Linked DNA regions of Callithrix jacchus: region 1 is linked to region 2. A link is a contact called in public Hi-C data. All regions are on one chromosome and are shown on one strand. Each heading gives the region's core, a stretch centred on a gene start, on an enhancer-like site or on the middle of the called end of the contact. The rest is flanking DNA. Distances are from core to core; before and after follow the strand shown. Region 1 holds the start of C7H1orf210 (chromosome 7 C1orf210 homolog). Region 2 overlaps EBNA1BP2 (EBNA1 binding protein 2).

Evidence for each region. Hi-C and Micro-C count contacts between places; a contact is called where the count stands out from the background.
Region 1: a Hi-C map of induced pluripotent stem cells shows a contact between it and region 2, with 2.0 times the contacts expected there. The contact joins the promoter of C7H1orf210 here to the enhancer-like site in region 2. A contact is called at or near these places in 2 of 3 Hi-C or Micro-C datasets (induced pluripotent stem cells and skeletal muscle).

The regions. Positions count from the first base shown.
Region 1 is chr7:80,010,076-80,014,638 of calJac240_pri, reverse strand. It overlaps C7H1orf210 (chromosome 7 C1orf210 homolog), which reads left to right and starts at 2,033. Exons shown (of 3, transcript XM_035251091.3): 1 at 2,033-2,657. It overlaps MPL (MPL proto-oncogene, thrombopoietin receptor), which reads right to left. Exons shown (of 12, transcript XM_003733424.5): 7 at 4,535-4,563; 8 at 4,230-4,372; 9 at 2,218-2,377; 10 at 1,845-1,941.
Region 2 is chr7:79,904,930-79,909,200 of calJac240_pri, reverse strand. All of the region lies in intron 1 of EBNA1BP2 (EBNA1 binding protein 2), which reads left to right. It overlaps CFAP57 (cilia and flagella associated protein 57), which reads right to left. Exons shown (of 24, transcript XM_035251080.3): 22 at 219-351. Among named protein-coding and RNA genes, the nearest start is that of EBNA1BP2, 32 kb to the left of the region's middle. Within about 2 kb of position 3,015, at least 5 of the 16 cell types and tissues checked have an H3K27ac peak or open chromatin away from gene starts, as enhancers often do.

The DNA.
Region 1 (4,563 bases), core at 784-3,283, 110 kb before region 2:
GGGACACAGTGGGATGGCAAGAGATTTCATCATGCTACTCACAATTTAAAATGCATGAATTATTTATTTCTGAAATTTTCCATTTAATTTTTTGGACCTTAATTGACCAAGTATAACTGAAACCACAAAAAGTAAAACTATGGATAAGAGGGGACTACTGTAGTGCCACTTCCCTTCCCCATCACACTCTTTCTCCTGCTGTACTTTGTTTTTCTTTATAGCACTTGTACATTTATTATACTGTTAAATGTATTTCTTTTTGTCTATCTCACATCACTAGAACATATGCTCCCCAAGAACAGAGAGTTTGTCTATTTGTTCACTCCTATATTTCTCGGGTGTAGAATAGTGTCTGGCCCATAGTAGATGATCAGTAAATTAGCTGAATGAAGAAAATCAGTGGAGCTTATTAGTAAGTTACTGGAGAGGGTAGTCTCTCTGGGAGAAGAATGGATTAAGGGGAATCCATATTTAATGTTGGGGAAACGTCAATTCTTTAGCCTCATATTTCCGCATGTAGGGACGTCAGCAAAACATTTCAGGCCTCTTCACTGACCTCACTCATCTCTCTCTAGGGGAGGATGTGTGACTTACCTGGTAAATTGAGGAAAAGGAACTGAGTATGTCTGGCTCAGCAGACAGCCTCTTTCTACTTCTCCAACTTTTTTGTTAGATCTGGCTACCTGCATGGAGACTACCTTCCAGTCTCCTCATACATATGGGCAGATTAAAAGTTCAAAGAGAGATGGTAGCCCACAAGAGCGGCACTTGAACCAGCCTAGGACCATCAAAAGACACCACCTGGAGGAGCTGACTTCTGAGCTAAGTTTTCAAGAAGCAGCAGATGAAGGATGGAGGTGGGATGCATTCTATCCTGCATGTTTATAGCCTCCAATGGTATGTCTCCTCAGCCTTAGTCTTCCCACATAAATGAGTCACTCATTAATAACTTTTATTTAAGGGTCTGCTTCTTGGCAGGCACTGTGCTAAGGATTTAAAGATGACCAAGTAAGGTATAATAGGGAAGATTGAAGATATATACAGAAACAAACAGGAAAACACTACTGGTACTGTATTGGAGCACAAAGCAGCGGCCAAACGGGAGGGTCAGGAAAGGTTTCTTAAGAGTTGGCGAAGAAAGTTATTTACAGATGAATGGGTTTAGTCAGACAGGGAGAATATTTCGGGCAGAGGTGATGTTATGTGCAAAGGCACTGAGAAGTAAAAGCTGACTTGTGGAGAAAACCACCAACAGTTTGGAAAGGCTGATGCACAGGGTAGAAGCGGGTGAAATGCTTGCTGGCAGGGGCCGATTTTGCAGAGCCTCGCTTGTCATCATAGGAGGCCTGGACTATGTCCTGGGAGCTATTAAAGGGATGTAAGGAGGGAATTGGCAGGTTCCTGTGTGCATTTTAGAAAGATTATTCTGATGGCTGTGTGAGGCTAGATCGGAGGAGGAAGAGGTTCTGTTTTAGTGAGACAGGTCGTGTCTGTGAGGTTAGAGAAAGGGGGCCATTGCTTGGATGAGGTTTAGGAGTTGGGACCCGATGGCCGATTGGATGGGAGTTGGGTGAGCGCCTTGGCTGAAGGGTGAACGATGGCCTCGTCGCCGAGTGAGCAGCAGGAGGCAGGGCTGTAAGGTGTGAGGTACAGTGTGCGTGTTAGAGTGTAAGAAGCCGTTGCGAGTCCCAGAGGAGACGTGCAGGAAGCGGCAATGCCGTAGATGCGCACGGGCGGTGGCCCGAGAGCTGGGGTCACAGAGCCACCCGAGGATGCTTGTTTAGAGGCCTTCGGCCCCGCCCCGTCCACCGCCCGTCTCCTGCCTGGCGGGGGCGGTACTCGACCTGTAGTGCGCAGGAAACTTCCACCTCAGCAGCAGTAGGCCCAAAAGGGCGCTGAGGCCCAGCACAAGGAACAGAGCGGTCACCAAGGAGATCCAGGCTAGGAGACAAAAAGGATCAGACCTCGGCCCACCCTGGCCGGAGCCCCGCCCTCAGCCCGCCCCGTTCTGGCCCCGCCCCTCGCCACCCCTGGGAACCGCGGGGACCAGCGCAGCCGTGGACCCGCATTGCCAGGGCCCAGCCCTTCTCCGCGCCCGGGTCCTCCCGCACCCGGCGCCCCACCCCTCTCCGCGCCCCGGCCCGCCCTTCCCGCACCCGGCGCCCCGGCCCTGGCGCAGGCGCTGTGCGGCTTTGGCGCGGCCAGGGCTTGCCTCACCGGTCTCGGAGGTGGTCTCCACCTTAGCTGAGTCGGACCAGGAGCTCCAGGGACCTTGGTAGGTGGGGCCGTTGAGTCTGGCGCGCAGCTGTAAACGGTAGCGAGATCGCGGGCGCAGCTCCAGAGTTCCTCCTCGGGCCCCGAGAGGTGGCTCCACCACCTACGCAGAGAAGCGTGCGGGTGGCCCTACGTCGGGGCTTCGACAGCCTGGCGTCTGTTTGACCCACATCCTACAGCTCCGAATCCCCAGGCAGTCGGAGATCACCACAGGGAGCCCCACCTGCGGAAAACACGCTTCCCGGCAGAAACAGGATAGAGCTCCCTAACCGAGAGCCTCTCTGGAATGGGATCACGCTCCGCCCGAGAGAAACGTGCCAGCGCCCACCTCCTGAGCACAGTCCTCACCTCAGAGAGCTACGCATCCTAACACCAACACCCAGGTACATCCTCTGCAGGGATCCCGGTACACACACACACCCTCCCAGGTGCTCTCACCACAACTCCAGCCTGGGCGATGGAGTCACACAGACCATGCCACAAATAATACTCATGCCACAGAGGATGCCAGATTTGCTCTTGGCGCCGGAGTACAAACATCATGTGTACAAGCAGGAAGACAGCAAACATTTACGAACTGTATGATACTCCAAACATTGGGTTAGACACTGGGGAGAAAGCAATGAAACACGGCCTCTTACCTGTCTAATGAGGGGACATCCAAACAGGTAGATAATCAAAACAATTAATTAGTGCAAGGCACCATGGAAGTCCAGAGAAGCATTTAATGCTGGGTTTTGTGCTAGAGTGGTTTAGTGTGCTATAAGCGTGGATGAGAAGGCTGGATGGTCACAGATGAGGCTAAGGCAGTCCTGGTAGGAATTTGAGGACTGTTAGTATTTTATTGCCATCAACTTAGTTGTTGATGAGTAGGGGGAAGGGACAAGGGAAGCAGAGGAAGAGTCAAGGGTGCTTTCAGGCTTGGGTACTGGGTAAGTAGTGGTGCCATTGTCAGAGACAAGAAGCAGAAGAGAAGTAAGTTTAGGGTTCCATTTTATAGAGTTCAACTTTAGGCTTTCATTTTATAGAGTTCAACAACAATCTAAATGAATCAATGGTAATGTCAGGATGGTGATCACCTTTGGTGGCAGAGGACCTTGATCCTGGTTACAGTTACATGGGTGTATACTCATGTACAGATTTTATGTTGAAAATATGTATACTTTGTTGTATGTAAGTTATATCACAATAAAAAAGTAATGCTTCAGGAGGAAGAGGATACACGTTTTGGATACACGGAGTCTGAGATGTCCAGGGGAGGAAGTTTTGGTAGAACCATCTTCTAAGATGTTGTACACAGTTTTATATACGTGTGGCAAATAAGAATAAAAGTAGACAAACTAATATTTAATGTTTATCGAGCACCTTCTGTATACCAGGCAGTATGCTAGGTATTTAGATATAGTATTTAATTTTTACTGTAACTCCGTAAGGTAGATAGCTTCATCCCCATTTCACCAATGAGGAAACAGATTTCAGATGTTTTGGTAATCTGCCTGTGGTTTGTAAATTCCTCTCCATATGGGAGTTCGAATGGTAAAATTGTGATTGTTCATGTATGGCCATTGAAACCATGAAGTTGAAGCACTCACCTGGGTAGAGCATATCTATTTTATCAGAGGATAAAAGAGCCTAGGATGAGACTCCAGAAAGCACAGCATTTTATAGAAGGCTGGACAGGAGGAGCCAGGAGAGGAGAGTGAGAAAGTTCAGTCAGAGAGATAGGAAGAAAATCAGGGAAGACTGATATCCCAAAGACCAACGGAAGAGAAATGTTGAGTAGGAGTAGCCAGCAGTATCAGATGCCCAAGAGAGATACCAGTTGAATCCAATAAACATAGATATACTAGCAGAGACATGGATACATAAACACTTTCACTCCTGCTAACAAACATGGTCAGCCCCAGGGATCCCATGCGTAGTGAGGTCTGTGAGCATTTGTTCCTTAACCATACCTTCCAGTCCTGATGGTCTTCTCCTGTGTATCGGAGTTGATAGCAGGTCTCTTGGGCTGCCCAGGATGATGGGTGCTGCCACTCCAATTCCAGATACCCACTGGAGATCTCCCTCCAGTGCAAGTTTGGGGTGGGGAGGCCCACTACAGGGATGTCAGCAGGGAGTAGCTTAAGCCCTTCTGCGCATGAGGTGTTATGCCACCAGGGTCATGGGTCAGAAGGGTCAGAGTTGGGGATCCTGGGTATAGGGTCTGATTCAGTGGGGGTGGGAACTATGTGGGAAGAATGGGGAAGAAAGTTCTTACCAGCCTGGTGGATCCAGAAAGGGGAGCCC
Region 2 (4,271 bases), core at 1,766-4,265:
CAAGGATGTCAGCTGGGGGACTGTGGATCTGTGTGTATATGAATGTGCGAAAGCCCTCACAGATTCCTCAGATGGTAGGCATGTGGCCTGGAGAGGATCCCAGAGGGCCATATGTAGATGTGACCTGATACAGAAGTAAGCCAAAGGGAGACCTGCCTGCGGCTGCCATCCATTCCTTAATCCCAGTGCCCATCTCCCCTGGCCACTGGTGACATTACCTCCCTCTGAAACTTCTTGTGGTTGGACTTTCTTGGTCAGTTTCAGAGCTGCTTCAAGGTCATAGACTTGGGACCGAGTGAACTTCAGCTCCCTGCGGAGCTCATTGATTTCCGTGATCAGAGAGACATTTTCCTGCAGAAAAGAAGGAAGAGAGAGGGAGCGTGGAGTGGATGGATGAGTGGTTAGTGGGCATAGCACATGCCCTCCTGGGGCTGAGTAGGTGGGGAATGGGCAGGGTTAGGTCTGTATCCAGAACTCTGGATCCTCTATTGGGGCCTGAGCCTTTATTCCAGCCTATTGTTCAGTTAAGGAACCAGCTAACTTACCTTCAGGTGGACTCAGCACCATTCCCATCCATCCATCCATGCTTGTTGCAAAGTCAACAGCAACAACAATGCTTTTAGCACTTTTTATATGAGTTTAAATGCATCAAAATAACCCTGTGGCTGGGTTCTTATTACAATCTCAATTTTACAGAGGAGGAAAGTGAGGAACAGAGAGAGGTATGCAACTTGCTCAGTTACATAACTAGCAAGTGATAGAGCCAGGAGTCCAACCCCAACAGTGTGGCTCCAGAGCTCATAAGCACTGTGCTATATTTTACTCATTTTTCATTCATTTGCTGAAACCACATTTATAGGCTATCTGGTAAGTCCATGGAATGCAAACAGGAATAGGACATGGTCTGCTCTCAGCATGCTGTTGTTTAGTGAGTAAAACAGAAAAGTAAATGGATAATTAATATCTGCTGCATCCATTGGGAATGCACTTATTTTATTTGTGTTTGACAAATAAAATACCCATCCATCCATCCATTCAACCATCCATCTAATAAATGTTTTTTGAGTATCTATAATGTAGTCATCCAGTATTATGGAGCTACTGTGTTGATTCTAGGGTATAGAGAATAGACCTTAGCTTCTGCTCTTGAGGAGTTTACAGTTTAGTGAGGGGAGTGGGCAGTTTAGTGTGGTGGCCACCTTGCTGTGATGGAGGATAGGGCCTAGAGGAAAGATGCTTAGTTCTGCCTGAATGACCAGGGTAGATTCCTAGGAATTGACCCCTGGGCTGAGGCTTGAAGGAGTCACCAAAGAGAGGGTAAAGGGTGTCTCAGACAACTAGAACAGCAGGAGCAAAGGCACAGGATATGACACAGCTGATGGGGGTGGGGGAGACTGCAGCAGTTCTGCATCACTGGAATGCAGAGTGAGGAGGGGAGTCGACAGGAGTGATGATGAGACTTGCTGGAGGCCTGGTGGTGCAGGATCCACACAGTCTCTTCTCTCCTCTTTCCCCACACCTCAAATCTCTGCCTTCCATTTCATACCCAGCACAAGTACCCCAAGGAGGAGGCCCATCCCTAAGGGCCCAAAGAGACTGGCCACTTTGCTCATAGAGCCCACAGCCACAGCAGTCAACTTGTCCACAGTAGTGCCTTGTGTATGACCATACAAATACATCACCTAAATACCTTGTTAGATGCCACTCTGACTCATAGGTCTGGAATGGGCCCTGAAATCCTGCACTGGAGTCCTAAGAAATGCTGCTGCGGGTCTGCAGGCCAGACCACACTTTCAGTTGCAAAGCCCTTGACGGTCTGCATACCAGAAAAGGCAACTGCAGGCCAAATCTACACAAAGTGGACCTGTGCCAGGAACAAACTGTGCTTCTACTTGGGACATTATCTCAGGAGTGGTAGCTATGGAGTCTGAGCCCAGAGAACAGGATGGTCTTTTTTTTTTTGAGATGGAGTCTCACACTGTTGCCCAGGCTGGAGTGCAATGGCGTGATCTAGGCTCACTGCAATCTCCGCCTCCCAGGTTCAAGTGATTCTCCTGCCTCAGCCTTCTGAGTAGCTGGGATTACAGGTGCCTGCCACCATGCCCAGCTAATTTTTTTGTATTTTTAGTAGAGTCGGGGTTTCACCTTGCTGGCCAGGCTGGTCTTGAACTTCTGACCTCATGATCTGTCTCTGCCTTGGCCTCCCAAAGTGCTGGATTACAGGCATGAGCCACTGCGCCTGGCCTTGAACAGGATGGTCTTAAGCACTGTTCTCCCTGATCTGTGACTAACAGTTCTCTGCTGTGGGGAGGTACCTGTGGAGCCCAAGAGGGAGCAGGGGTCGAGCTAGAGACACTGCAACAGATTCTTTTCCCCCAGAGATACTTCATCTAAAGCACAGATCTATACCTTCAGACTTCCAGTATATTACTTAATTTCAGTATTCATTACAATACAGTTTGGATATTTGTCTCCTCAAAATCTCATGCTCAAAACGGATCCCCAGTGTTGGAGGTGGGGCCTAGAGGAAGGTATTTGGGTCATGGGAGCAGATTCCCTCGGAGTGCTTGTTCTATTCGTTAATGCAAGAACTAATTGCTTTAAAAGAACCTGGCACCTTCTCCTCTCCCGCTCCCTCTCTCGCCATGTGACGTGCCTGTTCCTCTTGCACCTTTCATCATGAGTAAAAGCTTTCTGAGTTCTTGACCAGAAGCAATGCTGGTGCCATGCTTCCTATACAGCCTGCAGAACTGTCAGCCAAATAAACTTGTTTTCCTTATGAATTAGCCAGCCTCAGGTATTCCTGGATAGCAGTGAAATTCTCTCTCTTGGATGAAATGCCCAGTCCTCACTGTCAACCCCTCATTCTCCATGCTAGCATTTGTACTTGTGTTTCTATGAGTCAGATGTTCTCTCCATTGAATGTTTGACCCTTTTAGCCAACCCAGGCCTTGGTGATCTCAGTGTGATGGGTCCCCCACCAGGTTACTTAATGGTGTATATTCACTGTCTTAACCCTCAAGGCCAGGCAGTTAGCCAAGACCATAGTGCTCAACTGAGGAGTAGGTGTCCATGATAACCCAAACATCCTGAAAGATAACTGATAACCTACCAAGGAAAACAGCCCCATGGCAAATATCTTCGCTAGGCAAAGAGCCAGGCAATTAGCTTAAAAGCAGCTTAGAGATGTGAGGCAATGCAGATCTCTACAGCTGTCCCGCTGCTGCTCAGGAGTGCCCCACGTGGAAGACCTAAATAAACTCATCTGCTCATCAAGCTGGACTTAACATTCTTTGGGCTCCCCAGTTTGGGAGGAAAAGTGGGGAACATTACAGTCCCAAATTTTCTCGTAACAGTGATGGATTTCCCACATTCCCCTTCCAGATGCTGCCTGGTAAAACTGCTAGATCCTCCCATGGACCTTCTCCTTGCAGACTTTATATCATGACACGATCAATTCAATACATATTTATCAAGTTATAGACCTTGGACCCTGCCTTGCATGTTAGAGGTGCTCAGTAAACATCTGTGAAATGGATGAGCAAATGAATAACTAATGCAGTGGATGCCAAATCGAGTAAGATGAGATTCTTACTAATAAGGAAGTTACAAGCCAAGGGGTAAGGGCCAGTGAAAGAGACCAGAACAGAAGGGAGGGAGGGTCTTAGAGCCACAGGGGCAAGCTTGCTCACTTGAGGTGTCTCTCCACTTCTCCTTTCATTAGGCTTCGCTAAGCTTCACTTCTCCCGATCCTCATTAAATAATGCATCAATCATCAGAATAAGCACTAGAAACTGAAAGCACAATTCAAGTTCTCTCAGTTTGCATCTTTAGTTGCTTCCTCTTTTTGGTCATCTCCATTCATTCTGTCACTGAGTCCTGTTGATTTTGTGTCTGAGCTGATTCTGCTGTTCATGCTTCTTTCTGGTCTGTCACCAGCTCTCAGTGCTCTCCCCTGTTCTGCTATAAAGGCCCGCCCAAAGTGGAGCCCTGCCCTGGCTTCTCCCTACCCCTCCACCCTCTACAGCCCTGTCACTGTGATTGGGATTTCTGGTTCCCAGCACCCCCCTGCCAACCTCTGACATCCTCATGATGCTCCCTCACCTAAACGGGTCTCCAGGGCTCGATCCTTGCTGGAGTATGATTGAGGCCCACCACTCAGTGCAGCTTGACTCTCTTGTTCTGTTCATTCATTCGTTCACTTACTCATTTAAGAAAAGTCATCTAAGAACCAGTTCCTGAAAGCTTACACTGCTCACTGTGCCAGACGT